Regions from separate parts of the Arachis hypogaea genome. Here region 1 is linked to region 2. A link is a contact called in public Hi-C data. All regions are on one chromosome and are shown on one strand. The core of a region is the stretch at or near the end of the contact, and the rest is flanking DNA. Distances in the headings are between cores, read along the strand shown. Region 1 holds the start of LOC112763204 (rho GTPase-activating protein REN1-like). Region 2 holds the start of LOC112766863 (aspartyl protease AED3).

The links. A called contact is a pair of places that touch in the nucleus more often than the background predicts.
Region 1: a contact with region 2 is called in a Hi-C map of leaf, with 2.2 times the contacts expected there. The contact joins the promoter of LOC112763204 here to the promoter of LOC112766863 in region 2. A contact is called at or near these places in 2 of 8 Hi-C or Micro-C datasets (both in leaf).

Annotation. Positions count from the first base shown.
Region 1 is chr17:42,015,486-42,019,765 of arahy.Tifrunner.gnm2.J5K5, reverse strand. LOC112763204 (rho GTPase-activating protein REN1-like) reads left to right here and starts at 2,677. Exons shown (of 20, transcript XM_072221829.1): 1 at 2,677-2,694; 2 at 2,750-2,820; 3 at 2,932-3,010. The coding sequence starts at 2,677. It overlaps LOC140180586 (rho GTPase-activating protein 7-like), which reads left to right. Exons shown (of 6, transcript XM_072221830.1): 5 at 222-298; 6 at 500-520. The coding sequence ends at 520.
Region 2 is chr17:41,838,658-41,843,181 of arahy.Tifrunner.gnm2.J5K5, reverse strand. It overlaps LOC112766863 (aspartyl protease AED3), which reads right to left and starts at 2,464. Exons shown (of 2, transcript XM_025812765.3): 1 at 1,313-2,464. The coding sequence starts at 2,464.

The sequences.
Region 1 (4,280 bases), core at 1,428-3,927, 180 kb before region 2:
ATGATCCCAACTAATCTTAGATGAATAGAAATTTCGGTTATAGAAATGCACTGCTAATCATGTATGCTTTTTCTTTGTTCATTCTTCTTATTCTTTTGATCTTTTTACAATTCAATTGCATTTTGTCTTTGACTATAGATAATGATGCTTAATGATACTAGAATGACTAGATTTTTTAAGTCATTATAAAATTACATTGTATATAATTTCTTTATGTGTAGGTATTGGATGGACATCCTGGAAGAAAAGGTGGTTTGTTTTAACACAAACTTCACTTGTTTTCTTTAGAAGTGATCCAGTAAGTTCTTTTTTTTTAATTTCTGAAATTGAATGTAATAATCTTTTTTATTTATTTACTACGTTGTAATGAGCTCTTACTTTGAGAGTAAAGATAAAATATTAGTTTTAAAATCTCATTTATCTCTTAATTCATAAACTCAAAAATAGAACTTAGAACTCGAAATAACAATATCCATAATGGTTAAATTGCTTGAAATAGTTTAGCTCTCAGAAGTACTAATTACATGAATACAATAATATGGTCGAATCCTTTGATTCCAAGAAGCAACTAAAATTTAATCTCCTAATTATGTAGGGAAAATGTATATGATATGACAAGCTTTGAAATTACATGAACGGAAGAAAGCTAAAGGTCTTAACATCTTATAGTTATAGTAATGTGACAAAGTGGGTGATCTTATGTTAGAGTATCCAAATAAAATAAAGTATTCAAATATATTTGTTCATACACACATAATGCAATCCACATCTATAAAAACAAATGCTAACCAGGAGTGAAAGTCTAAAGCTTACCAGTAGGGTAAAGAAAAATGATAAAAGCTATATATTGATATTTGAAATCATAGGCATCCAAGTTTTTGCATCTTGAGTCACAAATGCCCAGGAGTTCACCTATACCATTCAACTAAACATTCTAGTCTCCATTTGCCAACATAGGATTGTAGCTTAGGGTCAATTCTAAGATTCGACGCTACCTGAACCTTCGTTACCTCCGTCCAATAAACGAATGCTAACATTTCATACAAGTTTAACACAAACAAAGAGCATATAAATCAATTAGCATAAAGTTACATTTATAATAATTACAATCAAATACACACAAATACATATGATAAATGTCTATCAAACCAGTCATGAATTTATGTGTCGATTGTATTGTCATATCTCACAACATCTAGTAGCTATCACCAGATATAGTTTTTTTCATGTGCATTTCATAAGAGGAACAACCGGAACTTCTTGAAGTCTATCTTAAAGGGAGATCGTCATATCACCTCTTAAACAAAACTATTTGGGATGTACCCTCGACTAACCTTATGCTTAAAAAGGAAAAATCACATATGGTCAATAGAAACATCATAATTCCTCATTATTATAATCATATTCACATCATCATAAAGCCTTAACAAATCTCAGTATCAAATATCAATATCTTATTTATCATCTTAACTTGGCACCTGACCATCATTATCCATATTAGTTCCTTCATCATGATATTATCATCATAAATATCATGCACGACATTCATACTTATCTACGTACTTTCTCTTTCTTGACACTTTTTGCACATCCATCGAGGTTTGGCTTGGACCTTATATACGGCATGTAGGTCTAAGCAAGATATCTAAAAGTGAGTTTTCTAGACTCACAATGGTGTTTTGGATTGTCCCAAGCTCATCAAAGTAGCATTTTCTTATGTATACAAGGTGTTGGCTAACTAGTAGACCTTCATGTACACTACCTTTTTTCTCATACGCGAGATTCTTTCATTGCCTTGTCTCTTTTCAACTTCTTTTACCAACTTGGAACAATAACATTTGTTGTAATTGATGACTTTGTACAAGTTTAGAACCTTTTCAACTTCGTTTACCAACTTCTTTACTTTAGAATAATATAACCGGCAATATCCTCTCATACATAATTACTGTCACAAAACAAAAAACACATAGAGAAAAAAAACATCTTGGAAATAGTAAAAATTTATGTGAATAGATAGATTATTTTCAATTATATTGGAAAATTTTAAATCAATGCATTTCATACTACACTTAATCCCTTTCTTAAAATTACATCATTAGTAGGGGTAAATATGAAAGAGAAAAAAAAAGAAAGGAAACTAGTGCTACATAGATATAAAATATTTTGAAAACTTAAAAATGTAAGATATTATGAAACATAGAAGAACTATTTTAACTTGTAGAAAATTAATTTACTGACAAAATGCATGGTCCCTCAAATATTAATAATTATTATCCTATAGTACCTAAAGTGGAGACCATTTGATAGCAAAATAATATTTTCGCGAGACAAAATAGATCTCAAGAGAAAAGAGACACTTTAAGTTTTTGGGTAACATGAGACACTTACCATTGATATTTGGGGAACTATATGCCTCTATCAAGTATCTTAGACTTTTGGAAATCATACTTCATGTCATGATATTAAAGCTTTTATTTTTCTTATGGTGAAATTGAAACTTTTAGCATTACATTGTTTTGGTAGGTTGATGAATCATTTCTTTCTTTTATTTATTTAAGTTGTAAATTTGTTATGAACAAAAATATGGTTTGTTAATGGACTTTGCATGCCTTTCATCATTGTTATATATCAGAATAAAAGAAACTTCATCAAGACAAATGCATGCAATTGAATAACATGGCGCTTTTTTATGAGGTTTGAAAAGATGTACATTTCTAATTATATTTCTATCATATTATATCTTACACAGAATGTTGCTTCTCAAAAGGGAAATGAAGTAAATTTGACCCTTGGTGGCATTGACCTCAACAATTCAGGCAGGTTGGCTTGCTTGCTTTAAACAACTATTGTCCATTCTATTTTTCTTCAGAAACTCACTTATTTTTATGAAGTTTCTAAAGCTTTAAAAATATAATTTGTCATATATTGCAGTGTTATTGTCAAGCCAGATAAAAAACTTTTGACTGTACAATTTTCTGATGTTCATGATGGACGGTCAGTTACACTTAAGGTACTTCTTTTTTTTAGAAGACTATAAATTATTGTTAAAATGTATTCCAAGAATAATTTATTTTTAAATTTCATGTAATGATTAATTTTTTTACTAAAGATTTTAGTATATAATTATTTCTAATCATAAAAAATGTAAGTGTTGATAAAATTAACCACAAAAAAACTAAACTAATTTTATATTCATAAAAAATTAATTTCGTTTAAAAATACACATTAAATTTCTAAATTATTTTTCACTATCTTCCTCAACCTCTTAATTTTGATAATGATAAAATAGTTTTAAAAAAGAATCCTTGTCAAGTTCTTTCCTTCCATAACTCTTTGGTTACTGCTGCTTCAAAACCCAATAAATAACTTCTTAGAAAAGAGGAATTTTTCATCTTCCAAAAAATAAGAAGTATGAACAAGAAACATAGAACAAAAGAAACAAAAATTTTAACATAAAAGATGTACATTTTTTTTTTATAAAATAAGAGTACAGAAAAAAGTCACGCAAATGAGTGCAACAATATTACTCTAATAAAAGAAAACAAGAAAGAGAATATCACAAGAAATCACATATGTTTGCTTTGACATCCACTGCTGAACACAGAAAGAAGAAGATTAAGAAAAATAAAAACAAAGAAGGTGGAGGAAGTAAGAAAGAAAAAGAGAGAGAAAGTGGCGACGGGATGAGAGATAGAGAGCGAAGAAGAGACAGAGAGGAAAGCAAGGACAAGGAAAAATAAGTAAAAAAAAAGAGGAGAAAAAAGGGGAAGATGAGAGGGCAACGGCGGAGGGGACCATGGCCACCGCGCCGTCGAACAAGCTATATCTCTCGCTCGCTCTCTCTCCCTCTCTCGCGGACACTAAAGATGCCATTGATTTGAAGAATGAGGTGTGGGACAAGTTCTATACATCTTTGGCAACAATGTTTGTGAGATTTTTTATGGGCTGTGATTCCACCTTCTATGGGTTAATTCTGGTTCTGATTTTGGTAGGATTTTTTATTTAGGAAAATTTGAAGTAGTTTATGAGTTGGAATAAGGGAAGATTATGTCAAAAAAAAGGATGATAAAAGGATAATTTGGTCATTTTAAAAAATTTATCGGAGTCAAGCTTTAAATTTAACAATTTGATAATTTTGTTATACAAAATTCATCTTTTATGAATATAAAATTATTTTAAAATTTTTTATAATTAATTTTGTCAACATTTAATTTTTTAATGGTTAAAAATAGCTAGATATTTACTCTCTCTCTATATATATCACATTTGTTTTGTAAATT
Region 2 (4,524 bases), core at 1,215-3,714:
AATTAAAATAAAATAAAATTTTAAAACACTTATTACACTACAATATATTCTCAGTCACACAAAAAAAACACTACAATATATTTCGCAAATAGTAAAGATATTTTAGTATTTTTTAAGTTCTATATTTCTATATATAGAAATAACGTGAAAAGTTAATTAGTTTATGTTTATTTCACACAGATTCAGTAATTCAGAATTAATTAAAATGTTCATTGGAATTTATTTCATATGTTAAATATATACACAATAAAACTTATAATGTAATAATATTGCTTCAAAAAAAAAAGTCATTTATCTTTATAGTGATTTTTTAGTAATTGCCTAAAAGTAATTAGTTACGTGATTAGACTACAACTATTTTATATTGGTTAAACTATAAAACTTGAAAAAAGTAATAATAAAATTAGGATCAAATAAGATGTAACTTTTAAGTTAAAATTATCTCATCATTAAATACATTTTTTGTCCGCATAATTATTTTACAAAATCTATTAGTGGATTACAATTTTATATTATATCTTATATTAGGATCAAATAAGATGTAACTTTAAGTTAAAATTATCTCATCATTAAATACATTTTTTGTACGCATAATTATTTTACAAAATCTATTAGTGGATTACAATTTTATACTATATCTTATAGATTATTTTTATAATTTTATATCAATAAAATGTTTTGACGTACTTTTGAGATAAATGAAAATCAATATAATATATTAATTTAAAATTTTAAATATACAAAAATAAATTTATTCAAATACATGTTTATTAATGTCAGATTTTCGTGGAATTTAGTAAAAAGGATTTTTCAATATGGATTTTTTTCGTGGTGTCATTTTAATATGGATTATTATTATTATTATTATTATTCAAATGTCAAATCAATATATAATTTGATCCTAACTCAATGGTAATTGTAACGCACATTTAATCACTTAAAAACAATATTAGACATTTATTTTTCTAAGACGTTTTAATTTTAAGGCCAAAGGCATATATTTTTTGGGAGAATGAAGGCAGAAAATAAAAGTAAAATCATGTGAGAGAAATTGGAGAACAAGCAGTTGAAGATATTGACTATTTGTCATTTACTTTATATAATAAAAATATAAGAAAAGTTTAGTATATATTTTTTTAAAATATTTTTTATTATCTAAAATTCATAAAAATAGATTTTATCATTTTTAAGATTTTAAATCTAAAATTCCTAACTTAAAGTATAAAACATTTATTATTTTAACTATTTTTATTGGCTCTCTACCAGGATTCATATCCAATAATTCATAGTGTGAGGACGATAGTTACTTCACCTGTCTTCTAAACTCGTCCCTGATAGCATTGTAAACCGGCTGCACGAACCGGGTTATAACCGTACCCGAATCAATTATTGTACCCGAACCCGTGTACTGGTTAAACACCAGAAACTCCCGTGGCACAGGGACCCTTACCCGGCCCACGCTCACTCCGGTGAGATTTACGTAGTAAAGCGAGGGCCGGCGTGGGTTACGCAAAAGCGGCGTCGTTTGGATCCTCCTGGGCTGACCCGAACGCCCGAGTTTCAACGACCCGGAAAAATAGTAGGATCGGAAACTCGGAAGACAGTATGAGAACACGCCCTTATAGAGCGACAGGGACTGTGAAATAAAAGACAAGGGCCCACGACCCAATCCCAAAAGCCCTTGGGCTGGAATCGACCCGCCAGAAACAGAATTAACGCATCCGAAAGCGTAATTCGAGATTGTTTCCCTTGCCAAAGAGATTGAGTCCTGGACGAGCGTAGCGGAGACCATCGCTCCGCCGTACGACTGATTGAAGGTGCAGGCGGAGGTGGCGCCGGGGTCTCTGGGGCATGTTTGTGCGCCACGAGCCTGATAGCATTTTGTGGCGGAGCAGGTGATGGAGCCGCCGTAGGTGGCGGAGGCAGTGGGGGAGAAAGGAGAGGAGGTGGACGGGCAACTGGTGCAGCCGGTGCATGGGACCCAGGCCTCGTCAGTGCTGGTGTCGAAAACCATGAACATGAGTTGGCCAGGTGTGCCGAGACGGGCCCGGACCACGTAGCCACCAATGTTGAAGGCCTGGCCCGAAGCTATGGGTGCTGACGATATGGGCTTTTTTCGGGCCACGAGGGAGGCGAGGTAGTTGAGGCGGGCTGGGTCTTTGGAGGCCATGTTGATGATTGTGTCGGGCCATGGGCCTGGTGTGGGTTTGAATGGGGAGCATTTGCCGTAGATGGGAATGATGGTGAGGTCGGGTTGAGAAGCACATGATGTGTCAAGGGCTTTGGTTGTGTTTGTTGTGGAGAATATGAAGTAAATTATTATTGCGAAGAGGACTTTTTCAAATAAGATAGTTTTGCACTTAGTTCCCATGGTTGAAGTGGTGAAGCTTGGAATGTGGTGGTGTGCATGCATGGCGGGTTGAGTTCTTAAATACATGCAAATGGCAGGAATGTGGTTGATCATTTACGTATCTATCCTTGAATTATTGGATTCCTTTTTAAGAAAAAAATTAAGAACTAGCACCTTTAGTTTTTTAAAAAATAATTATTATTGATTAAAATCTAATATTCTTTTAATGTAAACAATAATTGGATCATATAATTTTGGAATTTTTTTAAATAAATAAAATAAATATATTAATTACGTAAATAAGCATTTACGGACATTTTCACCGAAAAACATCACATCACTTATCTCGTTTACAGTGTAAACGAAATAAGTAAACATGTAGCTCGTTTACATGGTAAACGAGATAAAGCAGAATCAATGCAACGTAAATTTTGTTTATAGTGTAAACGAGATAAGTGGGTAATTATAATGTGTAAAATGTAAACGAGATACGTTAAGAGAACTTTTCAGCGGTTATAAAAAGATGTACAACCATTTGTATTCTCCACAAATATTTCACTACTTCTTTGCTATTTATTCCTTCTGAAAATAAGCCCAAATGTCTAGTAGTAGTAATTTCTTAGTTGTAAGTGTGTATCCAAATTGCCGTATGAGAAATAGTGATAATGGAGTAATATTTGAGTATCAGAATCCCATTCTGTTGCATACCCTGCTAGTAAGCTCATTGGCAGAATTGAAGAGTCTGATATTAGGTAGCCCGGTGGGAATGGGAGAAAAGAGATTGAAAGGGTAGAGTATAGGTTGCTAGCACTGATGAGAAACGGAATATTTCGGTTCTGTCTGTTTTGGCTCCATGGTGACGAGCATGTGCGCCTGATGTTTGACATCCATAGGAGAATCATGGCGGAGCAAGTGATGGAGCTTTCTGCGGAGGTTGGCGACGTCGGTGGTAGTGGATCTGAGTTGTCAGACTTCATCCAAGATGACCCACCTCTCGCACCACCACCGATTCATGTTGTCAGTCTAGTGGAAGACATAGAGGTCGACGGTGAGGAGTCCGATGAGGAGTATGTTGCGGATAGCAACGAGAGCGGCTCCTCCGAGGATGATGATGAGGAAGAGTTTGTACCAGAGACCCTAGTTGAGACATCACGTAGGTATCTTCTACCTCCCCCATGTCCAATTCCGAACTTGTCATTTGTACCCAGTCACTATGGTACGTTAGATCTGGACGTGATGCACGAGAAGAACCCATTAGGCAACATGGATGAGAAAGATTACAACTTGGAAGGTGGGGTGGACTTTAAGGTTGGCCACAGATTCAAAAACAGAAACGTAGTAATATAGGGTGTGAATTACAGCATTCACAAAAGTGCTAAATATCGAGTGGTGGAGTCTGATCGGTTGAAGTACCATGTGAGTTGCCGACAACATGCAGCAAGTTTTCCTTGGAGTCTCCGTGTGACTCTTTGAAAAAATCTCGGATACTGGTACGTTAAGGATTCATTGTATTCAATGTTCTCAGTTGTCGTTGTTATGCTTGTTGAACATGTTTACCATTATTGTTCTATTTTGCTAGGGAGGTGTGTAAGGGAAGAGTGCACACGTGTTTAGCACCCACAATGTCGCAGGACTACCACAGTCTCATCTGTTGTGTCATCTTTTCGTTGATACAATCAAACTTGTCCGTCAGCATCTGAGTGCTACAAGGTGCAGTTAGGCAGAGCTATCACTTCAAACCCTCGTACAGGAAGGTCTGAATGGCAAAACAAAAGGCAATTGCACGGATATACGATGACTGAGAGGAGTCTTACAACAAGGTGTCGAGGTTGCTGCTGTAACAGCCCAAACCACCCGCTAGCACGATATTGTCCGCTTTGGCACACAAGGTCTCACGGTTTTGCCTTTGACGATAGGGATGATAGCCGAAGCCCCCCACACTCACTTGTCAAAACGCGTCATGCTAGGGAGAGGTATCCACACCCTTATAAGCTAAGGCATGCTTCGTTCTCCTCCCCAATCGATGTGGGACCTTACAATCCACCCCCTAAGGGAGCCCAGCGCCCTCGCTGGCACATCAATCCGGGCTCCGCCTTTGATACCATCTGTAACAGCCCAGACCACCCACTAGCACGATATTGTCCACTTTGGCACACAAGGCCTCACGATTTTTC